7 separate regions of the Mus musculus genome follow, and regions 1, 2, 3, 4, 5 and 7 are each linked to region 6. A link is a contact called in public Hi-C and promoter capture Hi-C data. All regions are on one chromosome and are shown on one strand. The core of a region is the stretch at or near the end of the contact, and the rest is flanking DNA. Distances in the headings are between cores, read along the strand shown. Region 1 holds the start of Chrm1 (cholinergic receptor, muscarinic 1, CNS). Region 2 holds the start of Snhg1 (small nucleolar RNA host gene 1). Region 3 holds the start of Gng3 (guanine nucleotide binding protein (G protein), gamma 3). Region 4 holds the start of Gnaq (guanine nucleotide binding protein, alpha q polypeptide). Region 5 holds the start of Asrgl1 (asparaginase like 1). Region 6 holds the start of Zfp91 (zinc finger protein 91). Region 7 holds the start of Slc22a8 (solute carrier family 22 (organic anion transporter), member 8).

Evidence for each region. Promoter capture Hi-C pulls out the DNA fragments that hold promoters and counts their contacts. A called contact is a pair of places that touch in the nucleus more often than the background predicts.
Region 1: a contact with region 6 is called in a promoter capture Hi-C map of hippocampal neurons, with 3 times the contacts expected there. A contact is called at or near these places in 2 of 39 promoter capture datasets (cranial neural crest and hippocampal neurons).
Region 2: a promoter capture Hi-C map of cranial neural crest shows a contact between it and region 6. A contact is called at or near these places in 1 of 39 promoter capture datasets (cranial neural crest) and 1 of 484 Hi-C or Micro-C datasets (B cells).
Region 3: a contact with region 6 is called in a promoter capture Hi-C map of cranial neural crest. A contact is called at or near these places in 2 of 39 promoter capture datasets (cranial neural crest and hippocampal neurons).
Region 4: a Hi-C map of B cells shows a contact between it and region 6, with 5 read pairs. A contact is called at or near these places in 1 of 39 promoter capture datasets (pre-B cells) and 1 of 484 Hi-C or Micro-C datasets (B cells).
Region 5: a promoter capture Hi-C map of pre-B cells shows a contact between it and region 6, with 2.9 times the contacts expected there. A contact is called at or near these places in 3 of 39 promoter capture datasets (frontonasal cranial neural crest, pre-B cells and second pharyngeal arch cranial neural crest).
Region 7: a contact with region 6 is called in a promoter capture Hi-C map of pre-B cells, with 2.5 times the contacts expected there. A contact is called at or near these places in 2 of 39 promoter capture datasets (hippocampal neurons and pre-B cells).

What each region holds. Positions count from the first base shown.
Region 1 is chr19:8,661,932-8,665,524 of GRCm38.p6, reverse strand. It overlaps Chrm1 (cholinergic receptor, muscarinic 1, CNS), which reads right to left and starts at 1,520. Exons shown (of 3, transcript NM_001112697.1): 1 at 1,068-1,520; 2 at 525-616. It overlaps 9830166K06Rik (RIKEN cDNA 9830166K06 gene), which reads left to right and starts at 2,190. Exons shown (of 3, transcript NR_045314.1): 1 at 2,190-2,784.
Region 2 is chr19:8,721,737-8,725,419 of GRCm38.p6, reverse strand. It overlaps Snhg1 (small nucleolar RNA host gene 1), which reads right to left and starts at 1,933. Exons shown (of 10, transcript NR_002896.3): 1 at 1,914-1,933; 2 at 1,231-1,279; 3 at 937-1,017; 4 at 699-748; 5 at 374-406; 6 at 164-198. It overlaps LOC115489078 (a small nucleolar RNA gene), which reads right to left and starts at 1,427; the gene lies at 1,356-1,427. It overlaps LOC115489084 (a small nucleolar RNA gene), which reads right to left and starts at 1,169; the gene lies at 1,095-1,169. It overlaps LOC115489083 (a small nucleolar RNA gene), which reads right to left and starts at 888; the gene lies at 819-888. It also overlaps LOC115489082, LOC115489081, LOC115489086 and a transcript of Slc3a2 not described here.
Region 3 is chr19:8,837,720-8,841,506 of GRCm38.p6, reverse strand. Gng3 (guanine nucleotide binding protein (G protein), gamma 3) reads left to right here and starts at 2,261. Exons shown (of 3, transcript NM_010316.3): 1 at 2,261-2,516; 2 at 2,854-2,953; 3 at 3,236-3,787. The coding sequence starts at 2,855. The coding sequence ends at 3,364. It overlaps Bscl2 (Berardinelli-Seip congenital lipodystrophy 2 (seipin)), which reads right to left. Exons shown (of 12, transcript NM_001136064.3): 1 at 3,643-3,787; 2 at 1,723-1,931; 3 at 83-399. The coding sequence starts at 1,797.
Region 4 is chr19:16,131,105-16,134,511 of GRCm38.p6, reverse strand. It overlaps Gnaq (guanine nucleotide binding protein, alpha q polypeptide), which reads right to left and starts at 1,828. Exons shown (of 7, transcript NM_008139.6): 1 at 1,051-1,828. The coding sequence starts at 1,186.
Region 5 is chr19:9,134,144-9,137,569 of GRCm38.p6, reverse strand. Asrgl1 (asparaginase like 1) reads left to right here and starts at 2,004. Exons shown (of 7, transcript NM_025610.3): 1 at 2,004-2,055; 2 at 2,583-2,783. The coding sequence starts at 2,016.
Region 6 is chr19:12,794,655-12,798,096 of GRCm38.p6, reverse strand. It overlaps Zfp91 (zinc finger protein 91), which reads left to right and starts at 1,974. Exons shown (of 11, transcript NM_053009.3): 1 at 1,974-3,113. The coding sequence starts at 2,764. Gm44505 (predicted readthrough transcript (NMD candidate), 44505) reads left to right here and starts at 1,974. Exons shown (of 13, transcript NR_024093.1): 1 at 1,974-3,113. It also overlaps a transcript of Lpxn not described here.
Region 7 is chr19:8,591,355-8,595,094 of GRCm38.p6, reverse strand. Slc22a8 (solute carrier family 22 (organic anion transporter), member 8) reads right to left here and starts at 1,913. Exons shown (of 11, transcript NM_001164635.1): 1 at 1,803-1,913; 2 at 856-1,212. The coding sequence starts at 1,188.

The DNA.
Region 1 (3,593 bases), core at 271-2,770, 4.1 Mb after region 6:
TGGTTTGCCTTGTAGCTGAGATCAGAGGGTAGAAAGCTTTCCTTGGGCAGCTCATGGAGTAGCTGGTTACTCTGAGACAGGAGACTGGCTACTGGAGACTGCTAGCCGGTGAGGCAGGGGTCACTGAGCCAATGGGATGAGCTGCAGATAGATGTGCACTGTAAGAAGAACTGAACCCCTCTCCACTGGCGCTAAGAACCTCTAAGGTGAAGAAATTTCCATGAGCCAACTGCCCCTTCTCCAGACACCTGTCTTAGAGGTGGCAACTCCAAGAGTCAGAGCCTCTGGATTTAACTCATCCTTACTGGAGTCAGGGAACATGTGTGTGCATCAGTACCCTTGTATTGCCCGAAACCTGCCTTCTGCAAGCCAAAGATACAAAAACACAGGGAGGGCCCTCTGGGTCCCCTCGCGTGCCAGGACCACATTGTCTGGGTGGTGTGGCTATCCATGTGCTTATCTGTCTCCAAAGAGCACTGGGGCTTTTTGCCTGGTCTCCTGCTGGCTTCTGGCCCAACACCCACCTTGGCATCCAGCTTGTCCATCTGGCCAGCAGCCTCATTCAATCCATCTTGGGGGGCTGAAGGTGGATAGGGGAGGTAGGATTCAGGGTTTCCTGAAGGAGGAGAGAAGGAGGCTCTGGGACTGGTGTCCCCAAAAGTATGTACATGGGGTCACTCTTCAACTAGGTGCTGGTAGCCAGGGCTGCCTCCTGCCCTTCCCCTTCTGCCTTTAGTGTGCTGGGGGATCTGCTAACCACACAGCCATCTAATCTCTTCTGAAGTCTAGGTTGAGTTTCCTAAGAAGGTCTTTACCTCTTCTGCCAGCTAAAGCACAGAAAAACATCAGATAAATCCACTGAGAAGCAGCAGACAGGGTGTTTGTAGCAGCCAATGCCCACTGCTAGAGAGCCCTCTTGGCCTCTAGACCCCTCCCTGGCCACCTCCCCTTTCAAGAATCCACCCCCATTCCTGTCTCATCCTTGTCCCTGCCCTGTCTCAGAGGACCCTGATGCTTCTGCACCCAGCTCAACACAGCCCCTCCCAAGCCCTTCCAAATGTACTCACCATGGGACCGGAGAGGGGTCTGTAGGGTCCTCAGCTTCAGTGCTTCTCCGGGGGCCTGCAGTGTCTCCTGGGACCCAAACACCTGGCTCCCGGGGGGAGCTGCGCCCTGTGCTGGCAGCCGGAGAGGCACAGCCAGTGATTGGCATGTCCCACCCCCTGGCACGCCAGCCTTGGGGGGGAGGGAGGAAGGGAAAGAGAGGGAGGGAGGAAAGGGAGGAAAGAAAGGGAGGGGGAGCAGGAGGGAAGCCTCAGGCAGCATCTGGGGTTGGACTAAGTCCTGGAGTGTGCCCCCCTTGTCCACAAGGGCACCCACTTTGAGCCTCGAGAGGGAGGAGGCAGGACATGAGGAAAGAGAGCCCAGGAAAGCTAAAAGTCCAAGAGGAGAGAGAAGGCGGATACAGGGAGACAAACACCCACACCCACTGCACACAGACTGGCGGCACACACACACACACACACACACACACACACACACACACACACACCCTCTCACAAAGGCACACTCTGTTTCCCGGGCACCTTCCCCCACCCAACCGGAAAGCCCCCAACTCCTGTGCACCATGTCCCAACACACATGCCCCGACACACATGCCCCATTATTCACATGCCTGCTTCCTTTGCATACCCTCCCCCCATGAACATGCCCACGCGCCCACCCACCCACCCACCCAGCCACACACCCTGCTCTTCCTCCCTGCTGTGAGGGAGCTAAATTCCTTCTGTTTGAAAATGACACATTGGGCCTCACGTGAGAGGTTCCAACTTGGACCAGACCCAGAGGGCTGGCTCACCCACCCTGGGACGGAGTGACATGCCCGCATGCTGGGCAGTGCACTCTGGTGTATGGAAAGGTCTGGTGTGAGGGTATATGTGTATCTGGTTTGTGGAGCACTGGAGAAACTGTGTTTGTTCCATATGCTGTTCAGGGTCCGGCATGTGTAGTATGACATGTGTGCTCATGTCATTATGCAGCCTACGTAAATCCAGGTGTGACCCTGCCAATCTGGAGCCAGAACGCATGTGGGAGCGTGTGTCTGTGCTCAGTGTATGTCTGAGTGTTGCCCAACTGTGGAATTGGCTAATTTTGACAAGTGAGGTAGCATCTACCTCCCTGACTGCTCCACCTCCAGCTTCCCCTTGGTAGACAGACAGACAGGCAGACAGACTGCTCTCCTCCCTGCTTGTCAAACTGTCTCCCCTGACTCCCACTTTAGGTTCACAGGTGTGTACCTGGGAAGTACGAGCCACTCCTCCTCTCAGCCTACGGTTTGACCCTCATCCCCCCTCCCCCCCAGGCTGGTTTGGATTTCTGTGTAGAGTCTCCTTGGAGATAGAGACAACCCCTGGGGGCTTTGTCATAGGGACCTGGGTCCAGCAATGCCCCAATAGAGACTTCCTGGAGAGCTGACCACCGAGGAGAATTGGAAACACTAAAAGCTCCTGTGTGTTTTGCCCCATGGGCTGTGATGAAGCCCTGGGAGGGAGGTGGGAAGGACCGAAATCAAGATTGCCTTTATGGAGGAGAGAAAGCTAAAGGTAGGTTCCAGGTGAGCTCTAAGCTCAGGGTTTTGGAGTCCGGGGCACACCCATTCTTCCTTCTCTCTTCATTTTCCTACCAATGTTGAGACTGGAGCTCAGTTGCCAAAGGAACCAGAAAAGGAAGAAATTGACGACGACTCTGGGGCTTGGGCCAGCAGATACGGGACACAGGTGGCAGGTACGTGTGGGGGCATCTGTACTCTTGAGGCTGCCAAGGGGTACCCAGTGCGCCTTCTCTCTGTGTTTGGTCATATACTACAGTTTGGGGCGGAGGGGGTGTCGGGGTCAGAGGATCTGAACAGCTCCTCCTCCCACCTTCGGTGGCATTAGACCCTTAGGGTTAGGTCAGAAAACAAGCAGTCTCTGTGGCAGGCTGCCCCCTACTGGGCCATCCTTAGGTTGCGGGCTGCATGTTGGGAGAGCCGTGGGGGTGCGTGTACTTGTGCGTGTACACGTGGTTTAGAGTGGGGGAGTTAGGCCTCCACATCCATTTCCGAGTCTGAATCAAGCTTCCTCTTTGCCCCCTTCCCCCATTCTTCTTGCTCTCCCTTTTCTCCCACCGCCTCTGCACATGTCCCTTTAGAAATAAAAACACTTATTTTGTGGGCGGGAGGGGAGGGTGTCCAGCTTTCCTCTGCCTCCTCCTGAGTGTCCTCATCTTTGGTCCGTGCAGCGTTCTGGAGTCTGTGCAGCTACAGAAGAAGGGGTCTATAGCCCCGTACCTCCTGTTGTATCACGCTTTTTGCATTCCCGCCTAGCTTGGCTAGGTCTCCTCATACCAGTTGGGGAAACTGAGGCACGAGGGAAGAAGGGAGGCAGCGCGGGGAGAAGAGCTCCCGCCCGGCTCGCTCGCCACCCCCGCACTCGCGCCGGATTTAGCCGCAGGGAGGCTGGGAACATTGTCTTTATTTTAAGCCGCCGAGTGCGGCACGAACGCGGCTGCTCCCGACAAAGGGCTTCGCTAAGCGGCTGCAGGCGGCGCACGTG
Region 2 (3,683 bases), core at 684-3,183, 4.1 Mb after region 6:
TCATTCTGAGAAAAATCAGATTTCCAAGTCTCAACAGCAATCATCAGCCGAACGAGATTCTATGAAAGTCATCATATATACACAAAGTACGTTCTCAGTTAGGTCCCCCCACCCCAGTCCAATGCTATGCACATACACCACACCACACACTGGAATCACTCACCTGTAAACCCACAAGTATGGCACTGCTAACAGAACCTGGAGAAAAATAACAAACCTTGAAAAGGCTGGATATAAGGCCCTTGCCCCCACACTACCCTTTGGTTTCTCAGGTGTTCCTGTGTTTTCATTAGCAGTCATAGTGAGCTAGTTTGATTCATCATAGAAACAGCAAACCTAGTGAACAAACCCCATCCAAAATAATCTAACTAACCTTTGAATGCCTGAGATTTGTCACCAGGAAAACCTGTGGAAGAGTAACAAGTAGTTATTTTCAACCATCAGGACAGAATTACAATCTGTCTGTCAGCACTAACTGCCATCAGAACTCTAACATGCTATAAATTCACACCTTCACGGAGTGTTCAGTGTCATCATTTCAAATCATCTGACAGTTGAGTTTTTAAGAGAACAAAGGCCTTAACATAATGTGTCCTCTAGAAATACAAATAGTAAGCAGCAAAAAAGTGTTGTGCTGCTTCAATGTCTGTCTTGACTATTTTCCCTAGGGAAACCCTAAGCTCTACTTGGACAATTACCTGCACTCATCCTGGGAGGTAGCTCGAACTCTTCATGTTGTCACAGCACCCTGGAAACAGAGAAACAATGTCATTTTTAAATGTAATCACAGCCACCTCAGCACCTTCTTTCTTCAGCCCATTTCAGTAGTAAGATGACATCATTGCAACTCAGCCATATGCTTGTCATTTACATTGTTCATCATTAAGTGGCCATCTAAATATGTTCCCTAAGGAAGCACCAACCATCAATACCTACCTGACTACAAGCAAAACGTGTTATTTGTAAAATTGAACAGGCCTGGCTCCAAAGTGTAAAGGGCTTTGAGATGAACCACATCTAGAACAGAAAAAAAAAACCCCAAACTTCAATAAAAGACTTTATGCCAAACAATCCAAATACCTGCCACAGATTGTGCTACTCAGAGAATTTTTGTTTTCTCCACTAAACCATCAGAAAGAGAGAGTTCAGTTTTCATATCATCCCCGTAGCACACACACAACTTATACTCAACAACCAAAAAAATCTGGTAAAACCATTAACACTACTTACTCTGAAAAGAGAGCGTACACCCATCCTTTTGTAAGGTGGCACCTCAAACCTGTAGAGAAGTTAGCATCGGGTTACTTCTACACCAAGAAATCTCTAAAGGATGAGAAGGCTGTGATGTAGGGCCAGCCTCCTCAGAGTTACTTATCCTCACAGATATATCAGTACAGGTCTGTGAAAAGGTCCTCATCATAGGGGGTGGCCTTGCACTGCCGCCACCATTTTGTCCTTCACAAAATCCTGTCATCTTTAGGTCTTGAATGCCCTAACATGGTCTCCCCGCTAAGACTACGGAACAGATTACCAAAGTCCACATTTATTAACGCTGCCCACGAGGGTCTTTTAAATCACCAGAAATAAACATTACGTAAGAAAATACAGGCGGCGGTTCACAACAGTGACAGATAGGTGTTTGTGATAAAAGCCAGCCGCAGTTATAGGAAAGCTGATTAAGAGAAAGACAAGAGCCAGGCGTGGTGGCGCACGACTTTAATCGCAGCACTCGGGTGGCAGAGGCAGGCGGATTTTAGTTCGAGGCCACCCTGGTCTATAAAGTGAGTTTCAGCAGGACAGCCAGGACTATACAGAGAAACCCTGTCTCGAAAAACCAAAAAAAAAAAAAAAAAGAGAAAGACAAGAAAAAAACAAAGTGAAAACTACAGCACATAAAGACGTAGAGTACTTACCCCGAACAAGGAAAAATGAGGCCGACAAGAACAACGTGTGGCCTATAAATAGCATCTCGCAAAGGCCCACGGGATTTGGAGGTGGGACTAGGACTCACGCAGGCGCTAAGGTAAGCGGTGTGCGAGCCGGAGGAATTGTGGGTAGAGGAATCCGCCCAAAGGGGCGTGCGGAGAGCTCCGCCTCTGATTTTGCAGCGCGAAAAAGAGGCGCAGGCGCTTTAGGGGAGTGCGACGCTACGCCTTTGGCGCTGCGGCTAGGCGGTTCTTACTCACTGCGGGTAAAACGTCATCGCTGGAGATTTTGGTTCGCGACCCATACAGCTCGACTGTCTGGGTCACAACTACCAATATCCATACGTTGAGGCGATTTCTCACCCTCACTCACGCTAAGCCGCGTGTTGATCCATCTCTATGGATCCTGAACCTACTGAACACTCCACCGACGGTGTCTCGGTTCCCCGCCAGCCGCCCAGCGCGCAGACGGGGCTTGATGTCCAGGTTGTCAGCGCAGCGGGCGACTCAGGTACTGGGCCCTGGGCTGAGCTCGGTTGGATTTTCGCTTCCTTGCATGAAGCCTTTTAGGGAAACCCAGTCGGGACTAGAAGCCCTACGTCATTCTGGAGACCGATTTTTGTGTTTTGCTTCCTGGTCTATTTTCGCCATGTTCTTGGCCCGGATTGAATGAAGTAGGGCCAGCATTTAGATGTCATTTATGGAGCATGTTGCATGTTTTGTTTTTAGCAGTGCTATAGATTAAAGCTGCTGCTATGTGCATGTGTAGATAAGTGCTATACTACTGAGGCTGACAATTCTCCACACAACTGGGCTTACCGTTTAAAGCACCCAATATGAGTTAATATTCCACACTCCTAAAAGTTAGGGATAACCCTCATTTTATGCATGGGTGGTCTTAGATATAAAGAGCTCTGGGGGGAACAATCATTAGAATTTACCAGTTTTCTAAGTCGCAGCTATAGACTGGTTATTGAGAGTGTGCAGTAGCATTATAGTCATATGCATATAGCAAACATCTATATGCAGAAGCTTGCCTTTCGAACAATTATCATTACTCTCATACTAATTGCTCTTCTGCATGACCTCACTTAATAATCCAAGTTGGAAGGTGGTAAGGTACAGTTATGGGTGAGAAGCTCGGGTCCCAGAGAGGTTAAGTCATTTGCTGACTGTTACCCAGATAAACAGTATCAGATCCAAGGTATAAATCCAGGCAGCCTGATTTCAAAATCAGCACTTGCAGAAGACCCTGGTTCAATTCCCAGCTAGTAGCCATCTGCAGTTCCAGTTCCAAGGGATCCAGTACCCACTTCTGGCCTCCATGGGCACCTGACACACACGTGGTACATACACATCTAAAGTTTAATTAAGAAAAAATAATGCTGGGCATGTTGATTCATGCCTTTAGTCCCGCCCTAGGGATGCAGGCTCAGGAGGAGTTTGAGGAGCTCAGCGGCTCAGCATGTACCACATAATGAGTTCTTGTCAGCCAGGGCTACATAGTTGAAACCCTGTCTCAAAAAAGAAAAAAAAAGTATTTTAATTTTTGTCTTTTTTTTTTTGGCTTTTCGAGACAGGGTTTCTCTGTATAGCCCTGGCTGTCCTGGAACTCACTTTGTAGATCAGGCTGGCCTCGAACTCAGAAATCCGCCTGCCTCTGTCTCCCGAGTTCTGGGATTAAAGGCATACGCCACCACGCCCAGCTTTGTCTTTGTTTTTTGAGACAGGATTTTCCTGTGTAGTCCTAGCTGTCCT
Region 3 (3,787 bases), core at 1,012-3,511, 4.0 Mb after region 6:
TTCAACAGAGGAGAGACTCCACAAGTCCCTGAAGTAATTTTCAAGTTAAGATCCATCTACTTGAATGGAGCAGCCTTCTCACCTGTAGTGGAAGTGCACAGGGCTGAGGTGGCTGACCGTCGGCATGTAGGAGTAGTAGAAGGAGCCATAGAGGAACACAGACACCCAAAGCAAAAGAAGGATGGTGCAGAAGAGCACCCCAAACTGCAGCATCAGCCTGCGGGCACGGCCTGCCAAGACGTGGCCCACTTCCTGGGCCCACAGTAAGGCGGGGACTGGTGGGTCATTGACCATGATGGGGACAGCAGGGGGTCTGGCCCCAGCCTCAGGCTTTGAGTTCCTGGCTGGTCTTCCACAGGGACGATACCCTTGGCCATGGGATAGGGCAGCTGAAGGTTCCTGGAGAAAGAGAAGGGAAAAGACAGTTTCTTTTCCAGGGTAGCTGGAGACAAAAAAGCTTATTCAACTGGCTTTGAAAACTAGAGGTAGCAGGGCAAAGCAAAGTCATTGCTTCACATGCGCTTCTCTTCCAATTACTCCTTCACCTCCCTCCACTGAGTGTGCTTCCAGCCTCTTCCTCCAGTTTCGGGAGCCTGGGACAAACCTCCTTGATACATTCACAGAAGTATAACGTACAGAGAACGAGGCCTTTAAATCTCTCTCGAAACCCAGATGACATGGATCCAAAATGCCAGAGGTTTGCAAGGAGGTGAGTGACTTGCCTAAGGTTGCACAGCCGGCCAGTCTGGCTCAAAGCCAGCAGCCTTAGAGCAGTCAAAATTGCCTCCCAAGAGTTTCTTTCCTCTGCCTGGACCTGTGCTCGCTCACGGAGGAAGTGACCCCTACCCCCGCACAGCACCCTGTGGCCGACGCTGCGGCGCCCACCCCTGGGGTAATGCGGTGTACACCAGATCGCCACCGCGGCGAGGCAGACTCACCGGCCTCTCGCTGCCCAGGCAATATACAGAAGGCAGTTCCGGCTGCCGAGGAAGCCCCGCCCAACTGTCAATCGCCTACAGGGGCTGAGCCTTGCATAGAGGGCAGAGCCTGTAAAATGCTTTGCTCCCCAGTGTCTCTGCCCATTACACTTTAGTTAAGTGACCAAAGGACCCATTATAATCTCCAACGCAGTCTGGGACTCCTTGGTCCTCCTTTCCAGGCCTCAACCACAACCCTCTGCCCATACCTTTACCACCTGTCTTTTCAGTGTGATTGAATGGAGGTGTGAAATAAATGCTGATTTTGTTTTGTTTTGTTTTGTTTGTTTGTTTTTTGTAAATTCAGTAGAGTTCCTTGGGCCTGTAGGAGTCCAACTGGAGCTCAGAGAGCCTTGCACCCTGCCAGAATCTGAATCTTGTGTGTTGTGTGCGCAGATGGTGCCGTCCGCTAGTCAAGCGTGGCGGCATTTCAACCCCTTTCAGTCTCCAGTTTTTATGCTGCGTGATTGACCTTCTGTGACCCACGTGATGCAGCCAACCTCAAAATCCCTACAAAAAACCATGAGACTAGATTTCTGATGGTGGCATCGTCTGGATAACGTCCTCCAGGAGGCAAGGCCAATGCACATCTTTTTGAATAGTAGTAATCCACTCAAATTACATGAAAAATTTCCAATCGATTCCCTATTTCCCCAGTGCCAACTCTTGCCACCCTACTCCCCACTCCGAGAAGCCCACCTGTGTTCACAACATTCACACTAACTCTCGTGGCAAGGTGCCTTACCTCGTCTTTGTCTGATCCTTTGATCTGGTCTCTGCATGTCTCTCTTGCCCCAGCTTCTCTTCTTTGATGTATCATTTCTTTAGCTATCTTCCTGATGGGTTACCTCTGGGTCTCCCAGCTCGCGTCACTCACGTGGTAGAAAGTGGTGATCTAGAAGCTGATCACCTGTAGAGTGTTACATTTTCCTAGCTCTGAAGAACGGTGGGTCACTGAAAGAAACCAAGATTCAGGTGCTAAGTGCTGTGTCAGGGTGGGGGTGGGGGTGGGGGAGCAGCAGCCCAGCTGATGTCAGACTTTCAAATGAGCAGGGTCTTCCGCAGTGGGGACAGACTCTAATGCAGGGGCTGTCACAGGCCCAGACCACCCCATTTGAGAGGGGAGCCTGCTTCTGCCTCAGGCCCTTTGGGGAGCTATCTAGTTTAGACTAAGGACTTGTACAATGGCAGGGGCAGGTAGTGAGAGAGCAGCAGTGAGGGTGTGCACAGGGGATGCAAACAGCAGACTGACTCCCCCACTGTCCAGGCAGTTGGTATGCGCCAGAATCAGCAGCTCCTTCTAGCATCCTTCATCCTTCAGGTACCAGCCATCTGGGCAGAACTTAAGCTGTGGAGACTGAGACCACCCCTCCAAGGATCTCGTCTGAGCATCTCTAGTGACCTTCTCTGCATTAACTGTCAGTGCTACGGATATTTTTAGCTCCAAGTCCTGGCAGGGTGGGGCACCTATCTGAGGCAGGGTTTGGTGCCCCCTCCCCACTGACCCTACATCCCTGGCTGCCGCTGCTGTTACTTCAGGTGAGTAGAAAGCAGCTTTTTTTCTCTTCAGGGCTTGAGGGGGGACAGGTGGCTGATGTGATTTCATCAGGGTGGGGCTCTTTCTGACTGAGGCTTTCATTGCTGGTAACATATTTGGCTCAAAGACTTAAAATCCTTAAATCGTTTGTATAATTTGATGACCAGGACCCAGGGGTTAGGAGAATATTTCATTTTATCTTCTCCATTCTCCCTACTTAAAAAAAAAAAAAAAAAAGAAAGAAAAAAAAACCTGGGATGGCCACTGGAGAATGGGGGCACAATCCCAGGTGTGTGGTTGTGAAGAGCTGAGTGTTTCAGCTGACTGTCTTTACTCCAGGATGAAAGGGGAGACCCCCGTTAACAGCACTATGAGTATTGGTCAAGCACGCAAGATGGTGGAACAGCTTAAGATTGAGGCCAGCTTGTGCCGGATAAAGGTGGGTGCGACCCTGGCTCCCATCAGCCCTTCAGGGCTCAGCTGTGGGTTTGCAATACCCTCCCCTCCCCCCTCCCCCCAAGAAAAGATGCTTCTTTTCTTGACACCCTGAGGTCAGTGGCAGAAACTGGGCTTTGTCAGCAAAGTTGTTCCCGAGGACTGGCGTTGGGGGAGAGGGCTGTCTCAAAGGGCACTAGAAACAAAAAGATAGTCTATTGGAGAAGAGAACTGCAGTCCCTTTCAGGAATTCTGGTTAATGTATCCCTTCCTGGCTGGGTTCCAGGTGTCCAAGGCAGCAGCAGACCTGATGACATACTGTGATGCCCACGCTTGTGAGGACCCCCTCATCACTCCTGTGCCCACTTCCGAGAACCCCTTCCGGGAGAAGAAGTTCTTCTGTGCGCTCCTCTGAAGAGCGGTGGACCTCCTCTGAACTCATCGCCCCCTCCCAGACCCGCCCTTAGATTGGAAATTGTAGTAGATCACTTCTACCCGCATTTACCCGGAGATTATTTGAAGCACAAGGCCCTCCTTACCCATGTCTACCCCATCTCCTCACCCTTTCAGGCTAACTCCAAGCACCTTCTACTCTATCTATAAAGGGACCCCGCTAAACTGCCAAAATCCTGCCTGTTTCCCTCGGTGATCCATCCGTTCAGGCAATGGAGAGGGGGATGCCCGGGTGCTCACCTGGAGCTATGAAAGGTAAAGGCATTTGAAGAATAAAGTCATTCAGAGCCTCAGAGGACAACGTCTGTGTTAGCGTTCTTGGGAAAGAGGATCCTTAATCGATACACTTGCCATATCCAGGGAACAGGGCCAGTCGAGCCCGTTA
Region 4 (3,407 bases), core at 579-3,078, 3.3 Mb before region 6:
ACATTCTTTTCTTACAGAAATGTTTGTGAAGCGGTAACAAATAAACACAAGTGCAGACATTTTTCAGGCCTGTTCCTGCAAAGCAGTTCTTGCTTCCTACCACAATAGCAATAGTTATGTCATGCTAGCTTGTACATGGACCCTGATCGCTTGATTCCGAACACTCTCTCGGAGATAATAATCAATATAGCTCCTATTTGAAAATAGCATTTTCTTGCTAATTTCATGTTAAGGGAGAATGTTGGGTTGTTGTTTTGTTTTGTTTTGTTTTTTTAAACGCGATCAGAGGGAAATTTTCTCTCACTCTTCCCGTTTTTTCTTGGAGCCCAGATGGCAAGATACTAAAATGTCCGTTTTAAACAAAAGGTTTCTGTTTGTTTCCAGGAGAGTAACTGAGAGGCTGCGCTGGTTTCCAGTAGAAACTGCTGTGAATTCAGGCATACATCTGGGTCGCCTCATTAAACAAAAGACACCCGTCTGCTGTCAACAACCACACAGTACAACACTCCCGGATCCTTCATCTTTATCCGGAAGGAATGGTTCATAGAGACGCCTGTCACCATCCACTGGCCATGCAACTCTCTGGGGTCACTCCTGTCAGTGGCCTGGTGGCTACAGTATAGCACATTTGGGCTAGTCTTCCCGCCCCGCCCCTGCCCAGTACGTTAACCCGGGTTTATTGGAGCGCCAGCCAAGGCTTCCTCAGCACCTTTCCTAGCAGAATCCAGACCGGGGTCTGCTCCCCGTTTCCACCCTTCCCTCTCCACCCCACAACGCGCCACAATGGACGCTGGCCGACCACCGCACTGCACGCCATTGCCCACCCGCGCCGCTCGCGCGGACGCTCAGCCGTCCCGCAGACGCTGTGCACCGAGCACGGCCCTAGCTGACACCAAAGGCGCACGCCGCGGATCCGCGCCCGGGAGCCCCGGCCCTCGGCCCCTGGGTGCGCGCGCGCGGGTGCGGGTGCGGGTGCCGGCCGGGGACGCGCGTGGGGAGGGCAGCGGCGAGCCGGGGCGGGGGGTACCGGGGCCCAAGGGCCGCACTCACCCAGCAGCAGCAGCTTGAGCTCCCGGCGGGCGTCGCGCTTGTCCCTGCGCAGCTGCCGCTCGATCTCGTCGTTGATCCTCCGGGCTTCCTTGGCCTCCTCGCTCAGGCAGCACGCCATGATGGACTCCAGAGTCATTCTTCCGAAGTGCCTCGCTGCAGCCCCGCCGGCGCCCTGCTCACACGCGCGCACACACGCCCTCCGCCCTCGCTCCCCCGAGGCAGCGGCGGCCGCGGAGCCCCGCCGCCCGGGCGCGCGTCAGGGACGAGCTCAGGGGAGCCGCGGTAAAGGAGGCGGCCGGGCCCGCAGCCCAGGCGGGCCGGGAACGAGCGGGGCCGGGAGCCTGGGACGCGCGAGGAAAGGCCGCCGCGCCCCGCCGCGCTCACACGCCGCCTTCTCGGAGAGCGCGCGGCCCTCCAGGCGCCGCCGCCGACGCTGCCCAAGGCTGTGCGCCCAGCGGCCCGAGCTCATCCACCGAGGCGGCCCCGCAGCGAGCGACCGCCGACGGCTCAGCGCGCCCGGCGCGCCCGCTCCTCGCCGCCGCCGCCGCCGCCGCCTGACTCGGCTCCGGGCGCCCTCGGCCTGCCCGCGCCCACTCGGCTCGCTCGCAAACCGGGCAGCCGGCCGCCGCGCGCTCCCCGCCTCCGCCCCCGCCTCCGCCGGACGCCCACCCGGCCCGATTGCCAGGCGCGCCGCGGCTGCTCAGTGCTCGCCCTCCCCCTCGCCACACACACACATTTTCTCCTTTCTCTGAACTGGAGCACAGATCCGGGAGGGGGCGGCGGCGGCGGGAGGAGGAGGAGGAGGACGGGCGCAGGGGGCGGGCACAGCGCAAGGGGCGGGACCGCGGCCCCTCCTGGACAGCTCGCGCTCTCCTCGCCCCGCCCCCGACTGCCCGCCCCGCTCGCCGGCCGCCTCCCTCTGTGCGAGCTCCGGCGCGGCGGTCACGGCCGTTGGAGCGGGTCCGGCAGGCGGACACCGACCTTCGGCTGCCGCTGGGCTGCCGGGGCGTGGTCGGCGAGAATATGGCGGCCTCGGCCTGCCCTCTGGCCGCTGGCGCTGCGGGAGCCCTGCCGGGAGCCCACGCGCTGCGCTCCGGGCCTCTCTGCAGCCGGGCTGCCCTTTCCTATTTCTAAAACGCCATTGGGAAGAAGCTGCCTCGAGTGGCCTCTGACCCAAGATCCATCTTAGAAGATGGGATGCTCTTTACTAGGGAAGAGAAAGGATTGTCACTGGCTCTCTGGGGGTTACTGAGGGATCTGTGGACGGAACTGTCCTCCTTATCTCCAGATAGGAATCTGAATCCTAAAGAGAAAAAAAGAAGCTGCCCAAGTTTCCAAGAGCCTCCTGATCCGTTCCAACTTTTCGGGTCACTGAGGTGGTTTCTGTTTTCCTACCAGCACACTACGTTAAACAGTCTGGTAATGTAGGATTGACCCTTCTACACCGTGACAGTTAAGGATGACTTCTGGGAGAACGCCAAGTAGTACAGAATGAAATGAAAGAGACAGATATGGTGGCTCACACCCATAAACTCCACACTCCACAGGCTGAGGCAGGAGAATTGCTTCCTGAGCAGTATGAGACCTTGTAGCAAAGAAAAGGGGGAGGGAGAGAGAATAAAATAGGAGAAAGTGAAGAAACTAGTATCATTGGAGCAAAATTCTATTTGGTTTTTATACTTCTAATTTGAGGTGGTTTACTAATAAATAGAAAATATCTTGTTCATTCAAGGTTGTATTGGGGAAAAAAAAAGGTTCATTCAATTCAGTGTGTCTCAAACATCAAGAGGAGAATCGTACTATTTTTCCTGACTTTATAGATAGAAGTGGGCGCCTCCACATTTCATGCTTTTCATAAACTGCTCCTGTTGATCTGGGCTGCAATGTAAGATCATACCCATTGCTGCAACTTAAGAATGAAACAAGTCTTGGACTTCAAGGTCTCTCCTCTGGTTTGCCTTATTCTCCACCACCACCACCACCACCCCACCCCATCCCCCACCCCCACCCCCACCCCCACCCCCACCCCCCCACCCCCGTGATACACTGCATGCATACATTCAGCCTCTATGCCAGGACTCAGATGGAGTTGTGGACGTAAAGTCTGTATGTAATACTCTGCTTTTAAAAAAGATACCTTGCCAAAGAAGCAAAGAAGCAAAGAAGGTGAACCTCTCACCCCTTTTATATGAATACCATCAGAGCTGGTGTAGACTAGCTGTGAAAATGAATATTTAGATACTAAAGATTCAGAGTCCAAGGCAGAAATGTAAAATAGAAGAATTGGGCAAGAATTGCAAGTAATACCCAGCCCCCCCTCGTGGGGGTGGGGGTGGGGTGTGTGTGTGTGTGTCCTA
Region 5 (3,426 bases), core at 755-3,254, 3.7 Mb after region 6:
GTAAACTTTGAATATATATAGAGGGAGTAGGAGAAATAGGTGTATTTATCCATTAAGGTATATTTAGTTTCAAGTTTTCAAAAGAATTTCTTATTTCAATTGAAATGTATTTTTTTCTATTACCAGAAAGCATTTTACCCTAGAAAAGATATAACCTGCAAAAAAAAAAAAAAAAAAAAAAAAAAGGAAGGGAGAAAGTCCAGGCCTGTCCTCTCTCCTGCTCAGTCATTGGCTGGTCAACTCTTATTGACAAATCAGAGACTAAATGGGGAGCAATGCTTATGCAACACTGAAGCAGAAGATACTTAGAATAAGCATTACAATGCCCTGTCTGGATTGCAACTAGATATGGGGACAGAGAAATCAGCTTTTGAATAATAGAAGGATAATCTTTACACGGTATACAATAAAAATTATGCCTACAAGGTTCAACTACATAGTAAGTTTGAGGCCAGAGTGTAATGTATGAGACCATCTCAATTTCTTTTTAACTAGAGCAAATTCAAACTCCTCTCTATAGCAGAGCCACTCTTAGAGCCTCACATTCTGATGTAAAGTCTCTCGAAGAAAGAGAAAGGGGTGAAGATATCACTAGTGGGAAAGCATAGAATACTGTGGAAGGAGGTGGACAGGCAACCAAGACTGGGTAATACCAGACCTGATGCTCTGGTTTCCAGAATCAAAGGCTGGTCCCTTCTCCAACATCTCTTTTGCATATGATCTTTCTTCAAGCAGAAATCTCTAATTATGTAGCAAATAAACACAATAAATGAAACCCACCCCAATGAGGACAAGACAAATCTACTCAAACCTTGCTAATGCAAAGGAACCAACCAGCCACTGGTTTTGGTAGAGACTCAGAAGCAGGCAAACGGGTAGGAAAGGGCTCTATGGGGAAACAGGCTGTGTCCTGTTTGGATGCTCTTGGCCTAGGGAAGCTAGGGATAGACTAACTAGAAAAGATGGCCCTTTGTGATGGTTAGGGGAATCAGATACAACTTTTCTCTAGTTGGTGGTAAGATGGAAACAAGAAAAAATATTAGGAAAATTGGCACTTACCCACCGGGTCCTGACCATTTGAAGCCATCTTTATTGAGGTTTATTGAGGTCTACAGAAGTAATGGTTGGGAAGTCTTACACAAGGTCAGCCCTTTTCATTAACATATGAGCCTGGGTTGCCCCACCTTAAAGAGAGAAGGACTTGCAAAATGAAAGTCTATCTTTGACACCAACTCATCTAGCCAATAAACAGTACAAAGCGATTGATAACGAAAATAAAATATTGCTTCAGTAAATTTAAAATTAGAAAACAAAGGTTGTGAGAAAAAAACAAACTCATAATTCAAGTAAAATTGCTTTACATAATAAAGCAGGGCATTCTTCCTAGGTGTCACTGCTACAGAAACCTGTAGATGTCACTGGCATCTGTTCTCCCTCTTTGACTATCAGAACAAAACTAGACTCTAGGATCCCTTTGGTGAATACGAAGTGTTTGGTCTTCTACCCCTGCCGCCACAACTGCTGGAAGCAAGGAAAGAAGAAATGTCAACAAAAAGAGGGCACTGAGAGATGAAAGGATTTAGAGCTGGCATCCCTAGACTTAGAGGAGGAGAGGAGCTGGGATTTCTGGGCTCTCAGAGTGTCTAATGAACAGAATCTGTCAAATTAGAGGCAGAGGTATACTTTATTTTCTTCTCTTCCGAAAGATTAAGATGGGGAACTTAAAGGGAAAAGGTTTTAATGTAGCATTCTAACTAGCAAGACTTAAGAGCATGCGATAATTTCAAGGCAAAGGAGACAAAGGGTCCCGCGTGCTACTAGGGAAGTAGAAAAGCAATGTTATTCTAGATCTGGAGTCCCGGAAGGCTGGTGCGCAGCGCTAGGGACCCCGGGGCTTTACGGTAACTCAGCAGCGCCCCGGGCCCCCACCCTCGTGCGCAAGCGCGGAACCGTTGCCTGCAGAGCGGTTGCAGGCGGAGCGGTTTGCTGCCTGGTGGCTTGGCCAGTTTGACATCATGGCGTGCGCCCGCGGCACCGTGGCGCCGCCAGTCCGAGGTATGGGAAAAGAAACAAGAACAAAAATGTAGGATTTACCAGAGACGAGGAGCTCAGGTCCGAAGGACGTGGGGAAGTCCAGTCCTCAGGGTACCCCGGACCCTAGGTGGAGTGAACTGGAACAGAGAGCACGGACCCCGGGAAACTGAGGCACAGAGAGATTCCTGGGAGGAGGGCTGGAGCTCTGATACATGCGACCTCAGTACTGGCGCCGAAATAGAGGCTGGTGTTCTCTGGGGAAACTGAGGCTGAGGGGTAGCGCTGTGGCACAAGCGCAGGCTCGGAGTCTTGACACCAGGCTTTCTGAGCCACAGATGCCCCTGCCAGGTCGGAGTGGGAGAGCATGGGGAGGAATGCTGGGAGGCTTGGGTCGCTTTGGGGTTTTGTAACAAAACTCTCACTGAGCGGGGGGGGGGGGGGGGGGGGGACGGACGACACTGAACGGAAACAACTTTGACGCTGCTGCTCACTTGAGTTGGTTCCCTTGGACCGGTACAAAATGACACTCGCCTCTTCCTGATGCCTAGCCTCCATCGATGTGAGTCTCGTGGTGGTAGTCCATGGTGGCGGAGCAAGCAACATCTCAGCCAACCGGAAAGAGCTGGTGCGCGAGGGCATCGCCAGAGCGGCAACCGAGGGCTACAAAATCCTCAAGGCGGGAGGGAGCGCGGTAGATGCTGTGGAAGGAGCCGTGACTGTCCTGGAAAACGACCCAGAGTTCAACGCAGGTAAATTATGCTTGCCAGGTGAATAATGCCAAATCGGAGCAAGTTCCTGTCCACACCGACGCGGTATCCTTCAGTCTGACTGGCTTTGTGGTCAAATAATACTCTAGAGCAAGATGCAGTGCTGAATTTCCTCATTTTGCACTAAGCAACTTGTTTTGAGAATTTTTTTTAAGTCTGTTAATTCGCCTTTTATATAGCCTGCCCCCTAAGAATTCAATACTAAAAGCCAGGCATCTTGTTGGAGAGCCCTCCATAGCCTGAAACCATCTTCAAGCCTCAGCCTTCCAAGTGCTGGCTTTACAGGTGTAGACTTTTGGTATTTGTGGGTCTTGAGGTAGACTCTACATACCATAAAATGTAGCCATTTCGGCTTTGAGACCTGTGTGTACATTCCCTCCCTCTACCCCTCTGCATCTGTGTGTTTTCTCTGCCTCCCCCAAATTAAGCTCAAAAATCTTGAAACAGATGCTGGGAGAATCTTTTATTATAATATCCGGTCCCTGCTAAACAGTAAAGTCACTAATCATCTTCTGACTAGAAAATTGACTCTGGATAGGTCTCTAGGTGGAGACTGATCATTTTACAGACCAAGCCCTAAGTGGGAATTTGAGATTTACAGCCCCTCTCATCTTCTAGAAAAGAA
Region 6 (3,442 bases), core at 725-3,224:
AAATTTCTGATTAAATAGCATCAACTTCATTTCACTATTTGTACTTACTTAGTACAGCTGACCTCACTTCCCATACAAACTGTGATTTTTTAAAACAGACGTTTTAATAATTGTGTGTGTGTGTGTGCTCATGTAGGCATTCATAAGTTGTAAGAGTAAGAAAGCGCTCTCCTTGTACCACTGGGGTCCCACAGATGAAATTCATCAGACTTTTCAGCAAAGTGCCTTTATCTGCTAAGCAATCTCACTGGCCCAGATTATAGATTCTTTAAAGTTGAAGAGAAGTGGGTTCACTTTTGAATTCTCTGATCCTGGTTTATCCAGTTATTCAACATTCAAACGTCTACAGAATAAGGAAGAATCAATTGAGAAGATTTAAGATACTGGGTACTAAGCTTCCAGAATCTGAATTACAATTCCTGCTCAGTTCACAATTTCTCCAAAAAGGTGAGAGAGGTAGATTTTTATCTTATTGTGCCTTTGTTCATCTCAAAAGGAAACAAACAAACAACAAACGCATTTAACAGAAAATTGCCTAGAAAAGGCAGTATATAAAGAACTATAAGTATGGCCCTGTGAAGTGGGTTTTGTCCCAGTGTTTACCAAGAGACTAACAGGAATAGGGAGTAATAACTGGCTAGAAGAATAGAATAAAGGGATAGTTTTGTAATGATCATCTTTTAAAAGGAACAAGTCATTCATTTTACTAAAACCTTTTTTAAGAGGCTCGCTTTTTGTATTACTTTAAGCAGCCATTGGATGTCAGTGCTGTTCCAAACGTGCTCATTGCAAACAGCGCTAGAAAATTCATTCCTACTGATACCGTCGGGTTTTAGAACTGAAAAGGACACTAATCCTTTGAAAGCGCAAAACTCGGTAGACTATAAAACATTTGCCTTATCTGTGTGGCAAATGAGCCAGATGCTGGGAGGAAAAGAAGAAAGAAAAATGAACTTCTTTAAAAGTCTAAAATTTAATGGCTAATATAAAATTCTGAATCAGATTTCCAAACTTTGTATCTTTCCATACTGTTGTGTAGATTTTAACTTAAGACGTTTGCATCTTCGAAGTGTAAGGAGTCTCCTTGAAAGTCGTTTCCTGGTTGCAATGTGTAAAAGGCAACCCAAGGAATGCAAACAATGTTTAAGAGGGAAAGAAATGCATACAAACGTATAAGAGGCTGCATTACCACCAGTTGCGGTTTGAACGATTGGAAAGCCCCCTTTCCCCATCAGGAAGGTACTTAGCTGTAAACGCTAGTCAGAGCTGCTATTATGACTGTGTTTCCTGTGCCGCAGAAACATCTACAGACCGCAAAGGCATTCAGCCTCGGGGTGGAGAACGTGAGCGACAGCTAACTTATCCACAAAAAAATCAGTGAGTCACGCTAACCGGCTCTCCAGCTCCAGCACCACAGCCAACGGCAATTCCGTGGCGCCCCATCCCTACCAGGAAACAACTTTACACTTCGTCCTACACGTTTTATTAAAATTAAGTTGACAGACGCAGAACGAGTCCCTAACCTCCTGGGCTTCACAAGTGAGAGGCTCAACACAAGATGGAGGAATAAAAAGGAGCGTAGCTAACAGGTCGCAGAGGAGGCGTCAAATGACCAGACCGAAGTAAGTAAAGACTATGACGAGGGCACTTCGGAGCACTTACACAAAAAAAGATTAAAAGAAGTAGGATTCTCTCCCAGGGACCCCTAGCCTGTAATTGGCTCAATATTTTTGCCAGTTGTACGCAGGCGTCGCGACCTAACCCGGAAGCAATGCCTCGCTAAAACGTAATCTCAGACCTCAGATAGACGCTCCCAGCCTTCCCTCTGCCTCTAGTTTCCCATGATTTCTCTGGAAGCGCAGAGTAAATAGGACTACGTCTCCCAGAGTGCCCTCGGCGAAGTTGGCCCTGCGCGTGCGCCTCACGACTATCCCGCGCTGTCCCCTCGGCCCCGCCTCTATCCTATCGCCGCCATTTTTTCAGAGACTTTCATCCGGCAACGGACAGGGCCTTTTTTTTCTTAAAGGAGAAGCTGCAACTCAAATAATTTACCACTTCTCCCCTCGAGAGCTGGCGGCGCTGGGGACAGAAAGGCCAGAGCAGGAAGGTGGGGGTCTGGGTGGAGGCGGGATAACGTCCAGGCTACTTCTTAGGCTAGTAAGAACCCTTGAGGGGACAGCGGCGCCTCCGGGAGGCAGGTGCGCGCGCAGCCGGCAGGGGGGTGCGCGCGCGGCTGAGAACGGTGCGTTTTGTCCTCGCCTCCGCCCTCGCCAGCCCTGCCCCTCCCACCGCCCCTAGCTTGAGCCGAACTCCAAAGTGGGGGGGGAGAAAGGTCACTTTGGGATTGTCGCGAGACGCAGCCGTTTAACGGTGAGAACGGGCGCGCGGGCAAGGAAACCTCGCGCTCTCCCTCGGAGCCGTTTCCTGATTGGTTGGAGGAAGGGGTGGGGGAGGGCACCGAGTGCGCTGCTGCGTGTGAGACCGCGAGGGGCCGGGCCAGGGGGGCCGATCCTCCCCTCCGATTGGCCCGCTGCGTGTCCGTCCGGGTGCGCGCGTGCGCGCCGCCGGCGGTCGCTGGCTTGAGTGGCAGGGGGCGGGTGGGGGGGGGCGCCCTCGGAACGGGCGGAGGGGCGGGGGGGAGAGAGGCGCTCCGGAGTGAGGGAGCCGGACGCTCCGGGAGCCGAGGGGGGCGGGGGGAGCTGCGCCGCGGGCGCCGCCGCCTCCACCGCCTGGGACGCAGGGGTGGGGGACGGACGAGCCCCGATGCCGGGGGAGACGGAGGAGCCGCGATCCCCGGAGCAGCAGGACCAGGAAGGGGGCCCAGCAGCGGCGGCCGACGCGGCTTCGGAGGAGCTCCGGCCCGGCGCGGCGGCGGCGCCGGCGGCGCCTGCAGAGACCGCGAGCAGCCGCGTGCTGAGGGGAGGTCGGGACCGCGGCCGGACCGCTGCGGCCGCCGCCGCCGCCGCTGCCGCTGTGTCCCGCCGGAGAAAGGCCGAGTATCCCCGCCGGCGGAGGAGCAGCCCCAGCAACAGGCCTCCCGACGGCCCAGGGCATCAGCCCGCGGCCGCGAAGCCCCCGTCTCCTGCTCAGGGCAAGAAGAGTCCGCGACTCCAGTGAGTAACAGTCTTTGAAGCGTTGGGGAAGACCCCCCTCTAGTTCTCTCTCCCCTCCCGGCTCCCGTAGCGCCCGCTCCACGTGACACCCTGCTTGCTCTGCCCCCTGCCGGCTCGGCACGCCAGATGTCACGCCGCTGGCGGCCGGGCTCCGGCTGCTTCACTGCCTGTGGCCGCCAGCCCACGCCCGAAGTCGCCCAGTGCAGGCTGCACGCCCTCTGCCTCCCGCCTGCTCGGTCCTCACTCTGGCTTCTGCACCCCCTTTGTCAGCCTATCGCTTCCAGTGTTACATCACATCCCCGTTAGGAAATCAGCCGCACCATACTAGC
Region 7 (3,740 bases), core at 664-3,163, 4.2 Mb after region 6:
CTTCCTGGGGTCTGAGCACCTAACCCTCAACAGCAAGAAGACAGCCGTACACATCCATACACCGGAGAGCCCTGCAGAGCACTCAGCACTTGTCAGGCAGGCAGCTGACATTCAGCAAACACCACTTCCAGGTTCCTCATCTTCCTCCTGTCACAGTCTCCTGACTGGCCTGTCAGTTCATTGAAGGATTTGATTTAACTCTAGTTCCTGGAAATGATAGGTAGGAGAATCAGCCACTCCATAGGGTGACTGGGGAGTAAGGTCATACAGACACTTATGTGAGTGACTGACACCCTCTGGATCCACCCAGGAGCCTTCCAACCTTTGCAATGTGAAATCCCTCTGCTACCCAGCCTCCCTGCACCACCCCTCCCCCAGCCCCGCAAAGCTTTGCACAGGATGGAATGCTCCTCTTCTAGTCTAGTTAACCCCTTGCCTGCTGTTCTAATCTCAGCTCCAGGGATGCTTCTTTGAAGTGATTTCATCTCAAGCTACTCTTTTCTTGTCCCTATAACCAGTCCAAGGGTGGAAGATTGCAGCCCAAGGTCACTGCACAGCATGAGGTAACAAGTTATTCCACAAGGCTGTATAACACCCTACTAGGAGGAGAGACTGTACAGCTCAGCATCACTGGAGCTCAATACCACGCTATAGATTGTTGAAGGAATGCTTGGGCATGAACGAATCAAACCACTCAGTTCTTGTGCATTAGCACTGGGATCCTTCCTCTTTGCCCAGTTCCCATTCTTTCAATCCCAGGAAATCTAGGCCCCTGTGTTTTTTCTATCCACAAGTGCTGCACGGTATATGGAAGTACCTAAGGTGAGGTGGAAGGAGAGAGGGTGCCAGACATACCTCTGTCACAATGGTGTCTCTGGTGCTGTTGTAGATCCAGCCATCCAAGCATGGCTCGGTGGCCCCCTGGGTGTCATTGGGAAGACTGGCGTTTGGCAGATGCACGAAGCGGAGACACTTCTCAGGCTTCCCGTTTGGGCCCAAGGGGAGTACCCAGGGCTCTAGAGAGGCGTTGGGGGGCGGGCGACAGTGGTGGTCAGGGGTGGTGGCTGTGAAGATCTGTAGCAAGTTGTGGTTGGCTATTCCGAGGATTGGGAGGGCCAGCAAGGTCACATGCAGGTACTGGAAGGGGCCCATGCTTCCAACACGGTCCAGAATCTCGGAGAAGGTCATGGCACCAGGCAAGATGAACCAAAACTGTAGGCAAGGCATCAGGCCAAGAAGAGGTGTGTGTATGTGTGTGTGAATTGTATGTAGGCCTGTGGAGCATCATAGAATCACATGCATGAAGATGTACCTAGTTACATGTGTAAAGATTTGGGGTTCTGGTGTGTGGATGCATAAAGATGTACACAGTTGCAGAGAGGGATATGGGATACCAGTGTGGATGCAGTGCTATGTGCACATCTAAACTGCACTCTTGAAGGTCATGTGAATGCAGGCATGTGGCCCTGTGCTTATAGGTCGTAGATGTGTAGGCACAGGGCCACATAGTAGGGACCAAAGGTCCAGATTTGGATGTTGGTTGCCCAGGCGGGGTGTGGGTGAGGGTGAGAGAGAGGATAATACACATTTCCGATTGCTTCATGTGGGCTAAGAAGGATCTGCTCAAGCTCCAAGCCTCCTTGCTGTTCCCTGGGGTGAGTCCCCTGTGCTGGAGTATCAGAAGAATCCAAGTAGGTCCCTGAAGGCTTTAGGGGTTTGACCAATTACAGCGTTACAGTGAGGAAGCCTGGCTTTGGGGTGTTCTTGGGTGCTAGACTTGGGGGTCTTCAATCCCGTCTCACCTGGTGGTTGGAGCTGGATTCAGTTGGGCTGGAGCTGGATGCAGCAGTTGCCCGTGCTCTGTCCTAGGGTCCAGCAGCTGCTGTAGTAGGACAGCTCAGCTCTAACAAGCTGTTTGTGTCTCCCCTGGGGTGCCTTATATAAGGCATAAGCTGTTTCCTGGGCTAATGTTTGACTTTCTTTGGAAGATTAACATCCGGCAGGGGGAATGCTGTGCACCCACCAAGCCCAGCTCTCCTGAAAGGGCTGCCTCAGCCAAGGCTGTTGATAGGGTGGAGAGGGGGCTGGGGAGTGGAGTGTGGCTGAGCCTAGAGGCTGCTTGCTGGACAAAGGGCTTAGTGGCTCAGGGCATGTTTCCTAAGCGAGAATCTGGAAAAGGACTCAGGTCTGCGTGTCCAGAGTGCCTCTGAGCTGATGTTCAGAGGACCTGGAGTGGAGAACAACCAGCAAGAGAGGTGCTCCTGCACATGGGAGGCAGCATTCCTGCAATGGATCATCTTTCATACCCGGCTCCTGAGTAGATTCATGGAGAATGTTAGAACACACTCAGACAGAAAGGCCCAAGCACTGGTCCTTATGGTCTCAGAGGTACCGTGCCTTGGGCTCCTGGAAACACCAGGGCCATCCCTGTCTGAGTCTCAAACACAAGTGACCATCTCCCATCTACCTGTGGACTTATGCCACCGGCTGCTCTTTGGCTTCTCTCTGCAGTCCCAATGGCTTTGCTTATTTCTATGAGTACGGTTTAATTACCTAATAATGTGCATTTCTTGTATAAAACAGAAATTCTAACAAGCCAACACAAACTGAATTAAGTACATTCAGTTTCACCCAAGAGCCAGCTTGGGCAGGGAGTCTTGTGGTTTGTGGTTACTTTTCTCCTACAGACATGTCTAAGACAGGGTCTACCAGTCAGCTGGAAACTTGGTTGACACACTTATGGCAGGCCCTACTGATAGGACTGTCAGTTAGGAAACGGAGAAGTTAAGTAACTAGCTTAGGGTCCCCAGCAGGAAGTAGGTCAGGGGTGTGGCTTCAAGTCCATTTCTGCCCTTAAGCATCTAAACACACATACACAGACACACACAGACACACACACAGACACACACACACAGACACACACACACAGACACACACACACACAGACACACACACACACAGACACACACACACACAGACACACACACAGACACACACACACACACACACACACAGACACACACACACAGACACACACACACACAGACACACACACTCTCCCTCTCCCCTTCCTCCGCCTCTTCCTTCCTCCCTTCCTCTCCCCTCCCTCTCTTCTGCTTCTTCCCTCTCCTCTCCTCTTTGAGTGTTTGAGTCAGGATCTCGCTATATAGTTCAGCCTGGCCTTTAAGCCTCACAGCAGTCCTCAAGCTTTAGACTCCTCTCAGTTGCTAGGATCACCAGCATTCACTTGTGCTTCTGGTGTGAACCAGAGTTTTCTATGAAGTCTGCTTCTTTCTTAGCAAAGTTGCTTAACCTGCACTGCCTTTTAAGTCACAACTGGCTTGCTTTTAGCTGACTATTACCATTTCTGGGACCCCCCCCCCCGGAGATGCCCCATTCCACCTGCAATGCAGGGGAGGTGGGGTGGGGTGGGGTGGGCAGGATCAGAGATGGCCCACTTGGGGTTCTCTGTTTTGTCTGGTTGAGGTTTCCTGTCTCCTGGGCCCTTTTCTTAAAGGTGGCATCCAGCCTCCAAGTTAGGCCTGGGATCCTCCTGCTGAAGTGCCTGCCAGCTCTTCCCTCTACCACAAAGCAAGGTCAGATGACAAACCCTGTTCCAGCCCCTCCTCTTCGCTTACCACCTGGACTCAGCAATTATTGATGTTCTCCGAGTGACCTGAGGCAGGGTGAAATCTGGAGTCATCAAAGGAAGATTAAATTATACTCCAAGGCCGCCAAAG